2 separate regions of the Callithrix jacchus genome follow, and region 1 is linked to region 2. The links are chromatin contacts, called in public Hi-C maps. All regions are on one chromosome and are shown on one strand. The core of a region is the stretch at or near the end of the contact, and the rest is flanking DNA. Distances in the headings are between cores, read along the strand shown.

Region 1 (6,547 bases), core at 46-2,545, 90 kb before region 2:
GGTTCAGCTTTCTTCACTGATTAAGTCAGAGAGCACTGGACCATCAGCCTTCCCATTTCCAAAGCATTGTTGACATCTCTGAGCCTGTGATTGTCTCTTTTACTGGCCACACTATCCTTATCAGTTGATACCCTTTAAAAAGTTACTGTCTTTTGAGTGGGATTTCAGCTGACAGCAGAAACTCATTTCACCTCCCCAACCATGTGAGACAGGTAGGTGGAGCCAGTATTAAGAACTGGTTTCTGAGGCCAAGAGTGTACCTGAGCTTACACAGTGGGAAGTGCTTAAGCTCAGATTTGAACTCCATTTCTCAGACTCTCTGTGATATTGAAGCCACTGTGAGCCAGAGGGTTTAAGGTAGTTATCCACCTCCTTCAGAACATGCTTATTCAACTGCTTTTAAAGCTTATCTTGGAAATAAAAACACCAGCAATTTAAAATTTTATTTCTCTGGAGAAATTGCTGAGAAATGTCATGAGAACTAGTCTAGCTGATTGTCCCACTAGTTGGCATCTTATGACTAGTCTGACCAGTTCTTTCTTTCACAGTTAGGTCTGGCAGGAATAAGTAAGCTTTGTCCTTACATCAGTCCATGAATCTGCTTTTAAACATTCCAGAAAGCAAAGACCCACCAGGACAAGCATGTGATGGACAGTTTACAGGGGACATGCTCCAGATTTTTCAGACCAGAATTTCTGTTCCTGCTCTGCCTTCATTCACTGCATGCCTTTTGGGTCTGTTTCTCAGCTCCTGTGGTCTCTATAAAACAGAGATAAAGGCCGGGCGCGGTGGCTCAAGCCTGTAATCCCAGCACTTTGGGAGGCCGAGGCGGGTGGATCACGAGGTCAACAGATCGAGACCATCTTGGTCAACATGGTGAAACCCCGTCTCTACTAAAATTACAAAAAATTAGCTGGACATGGTGGCGCGTGCCTGTAATCCCAGCTACTCGGGAGGCTGAGGCAGGAGAATTGCCTGAACCCAGGAGGTGGAGGTTGCGGTGAGCCGAGATCGCGCCATTGCACTCCAGCCTGGGTAACAAGAGCGAAACTCCGTCTCAAAAAAAAAAACAGAGATAAAGTAATAACCACCAGTGAACTCACAGATGTAAAACACATTGCATGGGACAACCATGTGAAAAGATGCAGCTGTTACAGTTCTCCCTTCGATCCAGTGTGAACTGTGCTCCAAGGGAAAATGTCCAGGAAGGCACATGTGAGGGCTTGGCCCTGTGAGAGGGACCTGGAATTCTCAGTGGGATTGTGCTAGGCTGGTGTTTCCTAATCTGGCTGTGGATCACAGTTATCTGTGAAGCCTGTGAGCTATATAAATGTGGCAGAGAGCGCGATTCAGCTTTTCTTGGATGAGGCCTGGTTTCTGTATGTATGGCATACCCCAGGAGGCCCTCCATACTTCACTGGATCCTTTTTCTGCCTGTAACTGGGCCTCACCATTGGGCTGCGGGGAGCTGCCGTCTTGGTAAACAAAACTAACAGAGCTGAGTTGAGAAATTTGCATCAGCTCATTCTGCTTAGCGTTCAACATTTTTACAGATTGCTTTTGAGTATTTTGGAAGCTGGCCAGAATTACCAAGGTTACGAGGTACTTTAACAAGTCCTGGCTGCCTGGTCCAAATGCTTTCCCAGGCCAGCCACAGGGAAGAGCAGTCTTCTGTCAGATGACATGGTGTGATGTTGAGGCAGAGACCAGCTCTGGGAGCAGAAACCTAGAGTGGGTTTGGGGTCCTGGCCCTGTGTGTGCTGAGGATGTTTTGTTCAGTGTTAGCTGCCATTATTCTGGTGCAAATGTTGGTGCGAGGCAGTGTGGGTGTGTGGAAAGGATCTCCAACAGTGCCGACTTCAGAGATTCCTGTCCTGTGTGACCCAGCAAGTCACTACTCAGAGCTGATGACCCACCATGCAGCGTGGGGTACTGAGCAAAAGGTGCTCCTTGCCCTCAATGGGGATATCAGATGCATACCTGTGCTGTGGTTAGCTGATGGCCAAAGTTTTTAGGAGGGTGAGGTGGTGGTGACAGCTACAAGGTATAGCAGAGAGGGCTGTGAGGACCTGCTTTGTTGCTTGCATAGCTGCTCAGCCTTGGTATTCTGCTGTACTCGATGGGGGCTGAGGGTGATAATACTTCATGGGGGTCACTGTAAGGCAGTTAATGCACCCCTCCTGGTTTTGCCAGGACTGATGCACTTTTCTGTGCTCACTCGGCCTCCCATGAGGAGAAGCTCCTAATATAAAATGCATTTGACTCTCACTGGTTTGTTTTCCTGGAGCCATCAGACCTCCTGGCACCCAGGTCCCAGGGCTAGGGCTCCGGTTATGAACAAGGTGCTCTGCACTTTAGGCATGCTGGCTCTCCCATGCTGGTCCTCACAGGACTGCAGTCCTGACCCTAACCACTGTTAAGTTTGTCCTAAAATAATAAACTGCAGATGGTCACAGTTAAAAACATCTAAGAAGTGCTCTTTCTGCTGCCCCCTCCACCCCCGCCCACAGTTATCATACTTGGGAAATGGTCCCCAGGCCTCTCGGACTGTGGGAAATGGAATGGCTTCAGTGTTCCTCACCATGACTCTTCCTTCTGGCCACAATTAGGAGCCCAGAGGACTAGTGAGGGTGCTGGCCGTGGGCACTCTCAGGCCACCTGTGTCCTCAGTCTTTCAGAGCCAGGGGCCTGTGGCTGCATCAGCTGTGTGGGCTGCAGTGATCTGTAGGCTGAGAACCCACATCACTGCACACTCGCTTTGCCAATGTGCTCAGTCTTCCTTTGACTTTTTATGAATTCTGAACCCTGTGGGTAAACCCTAGGACACTCTTTTCTTCAGTGCTTTTTTTTCCTGCCCTGCCCCTTATCCATCCCCTTTTGTTTCCTCCCCTAGCATATGAGAACAGTTTGATGGTCACCTCACATGGGGGTAGCATATGGGACAGTCTTCAAACTTGGTTTGTGTGGCAGCTGCTTTGAGTTTAAAGCTGATTCACTGCTCTTGAATGAAACATTTCTTCCTGCATTTTCCAAACACTAGGGAAGGATCGAATCATATTTGTAACCAAAGAAGACCATGAAACTCCAAGCAATGCAGAATTGGTGGCTGATGACCCCAATGATCCATATGAGGAGCATGGTGAGTGACATGAGGCCTCCCAGGGACCTACATCAGGGCATTGGGGGGAATTCCTTTCCCATGTTTTCCTAGCCAAGGGCTATGTGCAGTAAGGGGTCCACTCCCATTAGGTCACCGAGGCTTGAAGGTGGGTTGTGCGCAGTGAAGAGGGTGCAGTGTGCAATACCTCTATCTATCTGTGGGCAAGCTACTAAGAAGATTTATAGGAGGATGCTTTAAGTCACAGAGCAGTGACAGAGCTGTCAGGGTCTATGCCACCTGCTGGCAGTTTCCAATGAGTTCTATAGGGGAATGCTTTTCGAGCAGCACAGTAAGTAACAAGAGCTGATAAGGTTCACAGTCACCAAGGTGGATTGCCGTTCTGAGGGCAGCCTTCCACAAGAACTGGAGCAAGGTCCTACAACTCCTTTATCAGGAGGAGTGGCTCTTGCCCCAACCCTGCCATACAGCGGGTATATTTACGATACTGAATGCTGCCACCTGGGCCATGGATTCTTGTCCTGTTGTAACTGTTTTTCCCTTAAATCATGCTGTGCACTGTGTCTGCTCTAGGCATTCCTCTGATTATAAGCTGCTTATTCCTTAATTCATGCTCTGTACTGTGTCCACTCCAGGCATTCCTCCACTTATAAACTAATATCTATATATAGATATATATGTGGAAATAACTGAGTAGTAAGCTATTCTTTAGGCACTCATTCTATGAACTAATATATGATTATATAGAGAGGATTGTATAAAGGGAAATAACTGAGTAGTAACACTATAAACTGAGATATTCTCCAGGTCTTAATTGTGCCAGGATTCTGCTTAGCTCTCCTTTCTCAGCACCCATATGGGGGGTTACACACACACACACACACTTTTTTTTTTTTTTTTGCTAAAAACACTTTAATATCCTTGTGAAAATTAGTATCACATCAAAGACTAATAGTCTGAAAGTGCCAACACTAGTCAGTAAATGTGAAAAGATGAGGTAGTGCCACAAAAGTGGCTAAAAGTATGATCAAAAATAAGCTTAATAAAGAGTATGCTTTACAATTTTACTTTAAATTTTTAGACATGGCCAGTCTTCTATGAAACTTGGTTTGTTCTATAATAAAAAACTTTACAAGATTTTAAATAATTAAACATGTTTGATACTAAATCAGTTTTATGGAAAGATTAAAATTATAGTGTGTATTAAACTATCATTCCCATCCCCTTATTCTGGGTAGAATCCTATTAGATTTCATATATATATATATATATATATATAATTGCACTTTAGGTTCTGGGGTACACGTGCAGAACATGCAGGACTGTTGCATAGGTACATACATGGCAATGTGGTTTGCTGCCTCCAGCCCCCTGTCACCTATATCTGGCATTTCTCCCCATGTTATCCCAGCCCAACCTCCCTACCCACCGCTGTCCCTCCCCTAGTCCCCTCCAACAGACCCCAGTGTGTGATGCTCCCCTCCCTGTGTCCATGTGTTCTCATTGTTCAATACCCACCTATGAGTGAGAACATGTAGTGTTTGATTTTCTGTTCTTGTGTCAGTTTGCTGAGAATGATGGTTTCCAGATTCATCCATATCCCTACAAAGGACACGACCTCATCATTTTTTATGGCTGCATGGTATTCCATGGTGTATATGTGCCACATTTTCCTTGTCCATTCTATCATCGATGGGCATTTGGGTTGGTTCCAGGTCTTTGCTATTATAAACAGTGCCACAGTGAACATACGTGTGCATGTGTGTTTATAATAAAACAATTTATAATTCTTTGGATATATACCCAGTGATGGGATTGCTGGGTCAAATGGAATTTCTATTTCTAGGTCCTTGAGGGATTGCCACGCTGTCTTCCACAGTGGTTGAATTAATTTACACTCCTACCAACTGTGTAAAAGTGTTCCCATTTCTCCACATCCTCTCCAGCATCTGTTGTCTCCAGATTTTTTAATGATCACCATTCTAACTGGTGTGAGATGGTATCTCAATGTGGTTTTGATTTGCATTTCTCTAATGACCACCAATGATGAGCATTTTTTCATGTTTCTTGGCCTTATATATGTCTTCTTTTGAAAAGTGTCCGTTTGTCCTTTGCCCACTTTTGAATGGGTTTGTTTTTTTCTTGTAAATTTGTTTTATTTCTTTGTAGATTCTGGATATTAGCCCTTTGTCAGATGGGTAGATTGCAAAAATTTTTTCCCATTCTGTTGGTTGCCAGTTCACTCTCATGAGTGTTTCTTTTGTTGTACAGAAACTCAGGAGTTTAATTAAATCCCATTTGTGTATTTTGGCTTTTGTTGCCAATGCTTTTGGGGTTTTAGTCATGAAGTCCTTGCCTATGCTTATGTCCTGAATGGTTTTGCATAGGTTTTCTTCTAGGATTTTTATGGTGTTAGGTCTTATGTTTAAGTCTTTAATCCATCTGGAGTTAATTTTAGTGTAAGGTATCAGGAAGGGGTCCAGTTTCTGCTTTCTGCACATGGCTAGCCAGTTTTCCCAACACCATTTATTAAACAGGGAGTCCTTTCCCCATTGCTTTTGTCAGGTTTGTCAAATACCAGATGGTTGTAGATGTGTGGCGTTGCCTCTGAGGCCTCTGTTCTGTTCCATTGGTCTATATATCTGTTTTGGCACCAGTACCCTGCTGTTTTGATTACTGAAGCCTTGTAGTAGAGTTTGAAGTCAGGTAGCGTGATGCCTCCAGCTTTGTTCTTTTTGCTTAGGATTGTCTTGGCTATGTGGGCTGTCTTTTGGTTCCATATGAAGTTTAAGGTGATTTTTTCCAGTTCTGTGAAGAGGGTCTTAGGTAGCTTGATGGGGATAGTGTTGAATCTATAAATTACTTTGAGCAGTATGGCCATTTTCACAATACTGATTCTTCCTAACCATGAGCATGGAATGTTTTTCCATCTGTTTGTGTCCTCTCTTACTTCCTTGAGCAGTGGTTTATAGTTCTCCTTGAAGAGGTCCTTTACATTCTTTGTTAGTTGTATTGTTAGGTATTTTATTCTCTTTGTAGCAATTGTGAATGGCAGTTTGTTCTTGATTTGGCTCCCTTTAAGTCTGTGTTTGGTGTTTAGGAATACGTGTGATTTTTGCACATTGATTTTGTATCCTGAGACTTTGCTGAAGTAGCTTATCAGTTTAAGGAGATTTTGGGCTGAAATGATAGGGTCTCCTAAATATATAATCATGACATCTGCAAATAGAGACAATTTGACTTCCTCCTTTCCTATTTAAATACCTTGTATTTCTTTTTCTTGCCTGATTGCTCTGGCTAGAACTTCCAATACTGTATTGAATAGGAGTGGTGAGAGAGGGCATCCTTGTCTAGTGCCAGATTTCAAAGGGAATGCTTGCAGTTTTTGCCCATTCAGTATGATATTGGCTGTGGGTTTGTTTTAAATAG
Region 2 (6,243 bases), core at 3,495-5,994:
AGTTGGAGAGGGATATTAGAAACAGTTTATGCCTCAGTCAGAAATAAACTCTTCCTCATGATCAGAGCACCCAGCACCGATGAGGCAGCTCTGGGAGTGATGGGCTCCCCGTGGCTGGAGGATTATCAGTATACTGGATAAGCACCTGTTAGAGGTGGGCGGTCTCTTCCATCACGAAGAGTTCATTGTTGTAAAGCTTGGTTCGGCCTTCCCCAGTGCTAGGAGGCACTCAGCTGGGCCTGGGTCTTGTCCACACCTGCTGATAGTTATTAATGCAATGGACTTGTTGGTTCTGCCTCTCTACCCCTGCTGCAGCTCGCACAAGTCCACATTCTCCAAATTAAACTCAGCCTCTCGGGCCATGCTGGTGTTTACCTTTCCTCTGGCAAACAAATGCTTTCATCCCAGAAAGAACTAACAAATAAATAGCTTTACCCAGACTTGGGGTAGGGAGAAGATGGAGCTGGGATGGGGAACCACGCAGAATACTTGAGAAAGTTATCCATGCAAACACTTCCTGGAAGCTCTACTCAACAACAGCTAATGCTAATTGCAAATCACCCTTATCTAGGCAAGACTGCAGGTCCCCTAGGAATCCCTAGCAGCAGCAGCTGTGTAAGACTGGTTTAAGTTCCTGCACACGAGGGAAAAGAATCAGAGGGTTTTTGAAAAACAAATCACAACCATTTTTTTTCCCTTAATTCAGATCAGGTGCCCCCGAACAGTGTAGATGGATGAGGGTGAATTGCATTGCCTTTAAGTTGTGTCCAGAATTCCATGAGGAATGGCAAGATTTGGCAATTATCCACTCGAGATGATCAATGAGGGACATTCAGTTAGTCTTGGGAAGGTGGGGTCAGAATACCCCCACTGTTCAATAACTTCAGTGTTTTGCTCTCACTTTCAAAGTGAATCAATTTTTAAAAATCAGCTTAGATGTAGCTCTTAAAGACTTCAGTTCAGAAATGTAGCTCAGGGCACTGCTGGAGGCATTCAAACCAGAGTGACTCCATTTTGAGTGAGGGCTGGGAAAATGAGGCTGATACTTGCTGGGAGGCATTCCAAAAGGTTAGACTTTCCTAGCCTCTAGATGTTTACAGTTAAGGGAACAAATTCATAATGTTTACTAAACAGACCCAGACTTGGGAATGTCCAGATATCCCAATATCCAGAGAACAAAGGCATTCCTAATTTTGCTTTAAAAATAATACTAGTTCTTGCAAAATATAGTAATTAAGAAAATTAATCCTGTATCCCAAACCCTTGTAGCAGAGGGCATCTCCTGAAAACCTTTTTAATCCTATGTATAAACAAGCATTATGCCTAGGGTGGATGTGTTTCTCCTCTTACATTCAGGAACGCCCTACTCCATGAAGTAGCTGTACTTTTACTACTTTGCTTTCTTAATAAACTTACTTTGCACTGCAGACTCGCATTGAATTCTTTCTTGAATGAGATCCAAGAACTCTCTCTTGGGGTCTGGACTGAGATCTTTTTAAAAAAAATATACTTAAACTTTTGGGCTACATGTGCAGAACGCGCAAGTTTTTGTTAAATAGGTATAAACATGCCATGATGGTTTGCTGCACCTGACAACCCATTATCTATATTAGGTATTTCTCCTATTGCTATTCATCCCCTTGCCCCCCACCTTCTGACAGGCCCCAGTGTGTGATGTTCCCCTCCCTGTTTCCATGTGTTCTCATTGTTCAGTAGCCACTTATGAGTGAGAACATGTGGTGTTTGGTTTTATGTTCTTGTGTTAGTTTGCTGAGAATGATGCTTTTTAGCTTCATCCATATACCTGCAAAAGACATGAACTCTTCTTTTTTATGGCTGCATTGTATTCCATGGTGTATATGTGCCACATTTTCTTTATCCAGTCTATCCTTGATGGGAATTTGGGTTGGTTCCAAGTCTTTTATTGTGAACAGTGCCACAGTAAACATGCATGTGAATGTGTCTTTATAGCAGAATAATTTATAATCCTTTGGATGTCAGTTTGGTAGAGACACAGGGTACAGGAATGAGAGAGGCAGTCAGGGTAGGTTCCTGTATATGGACTGGGACTTAATCCACAGGGTTGCCACAACCCTGTGCCGATTGTGCCTTCGGGTGCCTGGTCAAAGGGGCAAGTGGGACTGAAATTCAATAAGGTTCAGCTCACCAAGTCATGTACCTTGTCACAGATTTTGATCCACCAGGAGAAAGGGGTGCCATTTCCACAGTTCCCAAAGGTGCTGTGTGGTCTAACAGGAGCCCTGTTTATCCTCCCCCTGGCATCATACCTTCAAAGCCTTTTTACACACAACTTCATGTTCTGTGTTCTCACAACTCCATGAAGAAGGGATTATGAGCTCTATTTTATAGATGAAGAAACTGAGGCTGAGATGTGAAAAGACAAAACCTACAGGAGCCATTCCTAGAGTGGTCTCCTCAGGTTCCAGGGACTCCCCTTTGGCTAGAAGATCCTGGGAGAACCAACAAAACTCTTGGCCATTTGTCTTCTGGCAATCTTTTTGTCATGTGGAAAAACACAGATTTGATGTATACAACTGACTCATGGTGTACCCTACATTACATAGCCACAGATACAAATTTTAAAAGGTGAGGTGAAATACTGACTCCGTCTATCGTTCTAAGATTTCCCCCACCCCAACAGATTGTCTTTGTAGGAAACTCATCTATAAAGGATGCCAGCAGAGACCAGGTTTTATTAATTTTGGATGAAATTCCATTTTGTGGCCCCTCCTCAGATTGGGAGGGGCCTGCAATCTCACACATTTGAAATAAATTTTGCTGAGAAACCAGGGCAGGTAATATCTAATTCTTACCTAGTACTAGCTTGGAGAGAAAATAAATGGGACTTTAGGGAAATTTTCCCCAAATTTTTGGTTTATAAAAATTTTCATTCTTGGTTTAAAAAAATCAGAGCCCAACCAAGAGAAGGGAATTTCCCCTACCTTGGCCAAGTCCCCTAAAGCATTCTGGAAACAACATTGTAGGAAGACTGTGAGTGAATTCAGATCCTTAATGAGCTTCTGAGTAAAATGGCATGGCTTGCTCTCTGGGGAGTAGACGATGGTACTGAAACCCTTGGGGGCAGTAAGTGTCATAATACTCCCCTTCCTTTTAAATCTAGAAAATTTATTCAACACATGAAATTCATTGAGAATTGTACTAAAAAATATACGCGCTGTCTATAAAACAAACGCTAAGGGGCTTTCTAACAGTTCCAATAACCAAGTCAGTTAAACAGATAAGCCAATACTCGGTGGCCATTAGAGAAAGCCTTTAGTACAGTCTGGCGCCATCTCGTGTCTAACATTGAGCTCGACACTTAGAAAATACATAGAGCAGAGGAATGTACTGGGAGGAGTGAGAGGCCAGGTGTTCCTGAGAATTGACAGGAGGGTTGGGGAGATGCAACTGGAAAAGTAGGTTAGGACCCGCTTATGATAGTCTTCATTTCACAGGCACTGAAAGGTTTTTAGCAGCTAAGCCACATGATCAGATCTGTTTTAGAGTAACTCAGCAGGAGGCACACAGGCACGGTCGGTGACAACAGATTAGACACCTAAGGGCTCACTGCTCCATACCCATGTTCACTGCTTGAAGTCTGGTGGCAAACCATTGGATCAGCAGCTCCTACTAGGATGTATGCAGGCATTACTGGTTTTGTTCGCATCTATATCCCCGCTGCCTAGAACAGTGCCTGGTACCTAAACGTCTTTATTTTAAAATAAAAGTGTATTTTCTTCATATATGACTACATGATAACACCGTTAAAATAGAGCCCGCACCCCATCCAGCTTCACAGCAGCCTGAGAGGAAGGCATCGCTTTCCTCATCTTACGGATGAAAACAGAGGGGCTCGGTGAGGTTGCCCTGGCAAGGGCAGAGGCGCAGCCCCCCGTGTATAATTCTTTCACGGCCAGGCTGCAGGGACCCCCCGCCTGTTGCAGGTAAAGGAGCTGGACTTCGGGATCCAGACCAGGCTTCCCCGGCGTCCGCTGCGTCACGCACTGACTCTCTCTGGACCTTCAAATTGCAGCATCTACACAGGAGGCGCCAGGACCATTCCCCAAACGCAAAGTCTTTAAAGCGACATTCCCCAGAACCCCCGCCCGCTCCCATGTGAACTAGACCCCACGGACTCCAGAGAAAGACACCACATCCGATCCCACCCAAAAATACGAAAAGTGGACCCGAGCGGGAAGCCTAAAGCTCCACACACTTGTCTTCGGGCGCCCTCCCCTGCCCTAAAGTTATAAATGAGGACGCTGAGGCAGCCAATGAAAAAGATTCTCATCGGTGGTTACAACTTGGGCCGGAGGAACCCAGGAGCCCTAGTTTTCGTTGGGACGGAAACGGTGGGATCCAAAACAGACAGCATGACGGGATTTCCAGAGCAGCCCATCTCAACAACTCCCACCGCCTCAAGTTGGCCCGACCCGCTCCGCCTCCAGTTCACCCGCTCGGCTCCGCCCGGCACGGGCTCGGCTCCACTCATTTCCGCTTGGCCCCACCGGACCCCCACCTCCTCTCTGTTCGGCTCCACTCGGCTACTTTCGGCTGCGCCAAACTCCCTCGGCTCGTCCACTCGGCCCCACCGGCTCCGCTTGGCCCCGCCCCCTCGCTCGGCTGTGCTTTGCCAGCGCGCTTACCCTCTTTGGCAGGTGGAGGAACGCGGTATCTCCTGTTCACCCCGCCGGCCTCCGGTGGAGCTGTCTGCTCCATCTGGCTTAGCCCATTTCGGCCCTCAGCGGTTTGAGTCGGGTACAAGTCCTCTCCATCCGGCCTGCTTCGCTCCCCGACTTCGGTCACCTACGAGGTCTACTCCTGAACCTGTCTCCCCCTCACCTACCCCAACGCTCTGGGGCAGCTCTGTTCGAAACGACCCAGGAGGGGTCTTGCAAAGCCTTCCATCATCGCGGGCACTGCGCGGCCTGAGGAACGAACTGAGCTCCGTATCTTAACTTGGCGACGCGTCTGGAGCCCCCACATTACAACTGGATGCCCTAGGGCAGCCCTCTCACATCTAAGTCTCAGTCTCCCCATTTGCAAAATGCAGCTGTTGCTAATTCTGCTCTTCCGAGTCCAGCGGGAGAATTAGAGGCCAGTGAGCACGTGCTGAACGCCCTCTGTGTGTTAGGCAGAGGTCACGGCCCTGGGTATGGAGGTGCACACAGATTAAACCTGCCTGTTTGCAAAAACGCCTGGCCCTCCTCTGCCTTTTACGCTGGCTGTGAGACTTTGAGCAAGTGGTCTAGCCTCTCGAGCCGTTTCCCCTTCCTAAGATGAGCAGAGCTCCTTGACAAGCAAGAACTGTCCGTGTGTGCCTTGCTCTCCAGCCCCAGACATCTCATAGAGGCGGCACAGGTGTCTGTGTCCTGCACCATCCTTCAGAAGGTTGGGTCGCAGGAATGATGGCCTATTATAATGACCTTCTGAATGACTACAATTCATTCCACAAACCTCTGAGGGCCTGGAACGCAATGCTGGGGAGACAGGGAAACAGTTGAGTACTTAAGTTGCAAGCTGCAGAAACTGACTTGGCCACTATAAATAAAAACAATTTGTTGGAAGGATACTGGGGAGGTGGTGAAATAAGGGAAGCTTGAAGACAAGATCCAATAAAGCAGAAGTTGGGCTACGTCAGGTGATCTTGGTGCCAAAACCCTCTGAACAGTCACCCCTGGACACTGCTGCTATGTGATGCCTTTCTGCTGTCCCGGTTAAGTGTCCAGAGAGAGGTTCTGATTGCCTGGGTGTAGGTGTCAGGGACTTCTTCACATTGAACTAGGTCTTGAAGGATGAGTAGAAATTTGCTAAAAGGAGAAGGAAAGGACATTCCAGGTGGAAGGAACAGCATGTACAGGGCATGTACATCACTGAAAAGAAATCTCAGGGCCATCTTGGACTTGTGCTTGCCTCAGTGTCCCAGGTACCTTCCTGGTCATGTCATTCAGTGCTCAAGAGGACCCTATAAAAGGGATATGATTAATTTTTGGGGAAAAAATATTGTATTGTCTTCATTAAAAGGTGAAGTGCTTTTATAAACCATTCAAGCTATATAGCAAAGTGCTGCCAAAATGGAGAGAGGAGAGCAATCACTACAAGCCGTAGTGCCCCAAACCCCAGAACTAATTTTAAGCAGCATAATTCCAGATGTTTTTCTAGGCATATATTTGGAAGGAGGGGTGGGAATGGAAGAAAGGAAGGGAGATGGAAGAGAGGGAG

Evidence for each region. Hi-C and Micro-C count contacts between places; a contact is called where the count stands out from the background.
Region 1: a Hi-C map of induced pluripotent stem cells shows a contact between it and region 2, with 5 times the contacts expected there. The contact joins two enhancer-like sites. A contact is called at or near these places in 2 of 3 Hi-C or Micro-C datasets (induced pluripotent stem cells and skeletal muscle).

Annotation. Positions count from the first base shown.
Region 1 is chr15:71,085,114-71,091,660 of calJac240_pri, reverse strand. CHCHD4 (coiled-coil-helix-coiled-coil-helix domain containing 4) reads left to right here. Exons shown (of 3, transcript XM_008982182.5): 2 at 3,041-3,139. Among named protein-coding and RNA genes, the nearest start is that of CHCHD4, 9.2 kb to the left of the region's middle. Within about 2 kb of position 1,295, at least 7 of the 16 cell types and tissues checked have an H3K27ac peak or open chromatin away from gene starts, as enhancers often do.
Region 2 is chr15:70,998,857-71,005,099 of calJac240_pri, reverse strand. No RefSeq gene overlaps it. Among named protein-coding and RNA genes, the nearest start is that of WNT7A, 17 kb to the right of the region's middle. Within about 2 kb of position 4,744, at least 6 of the 16 cell types and tissues checked have an H3K27ac peak or open chromatin away from gene starts, as enhancers often do.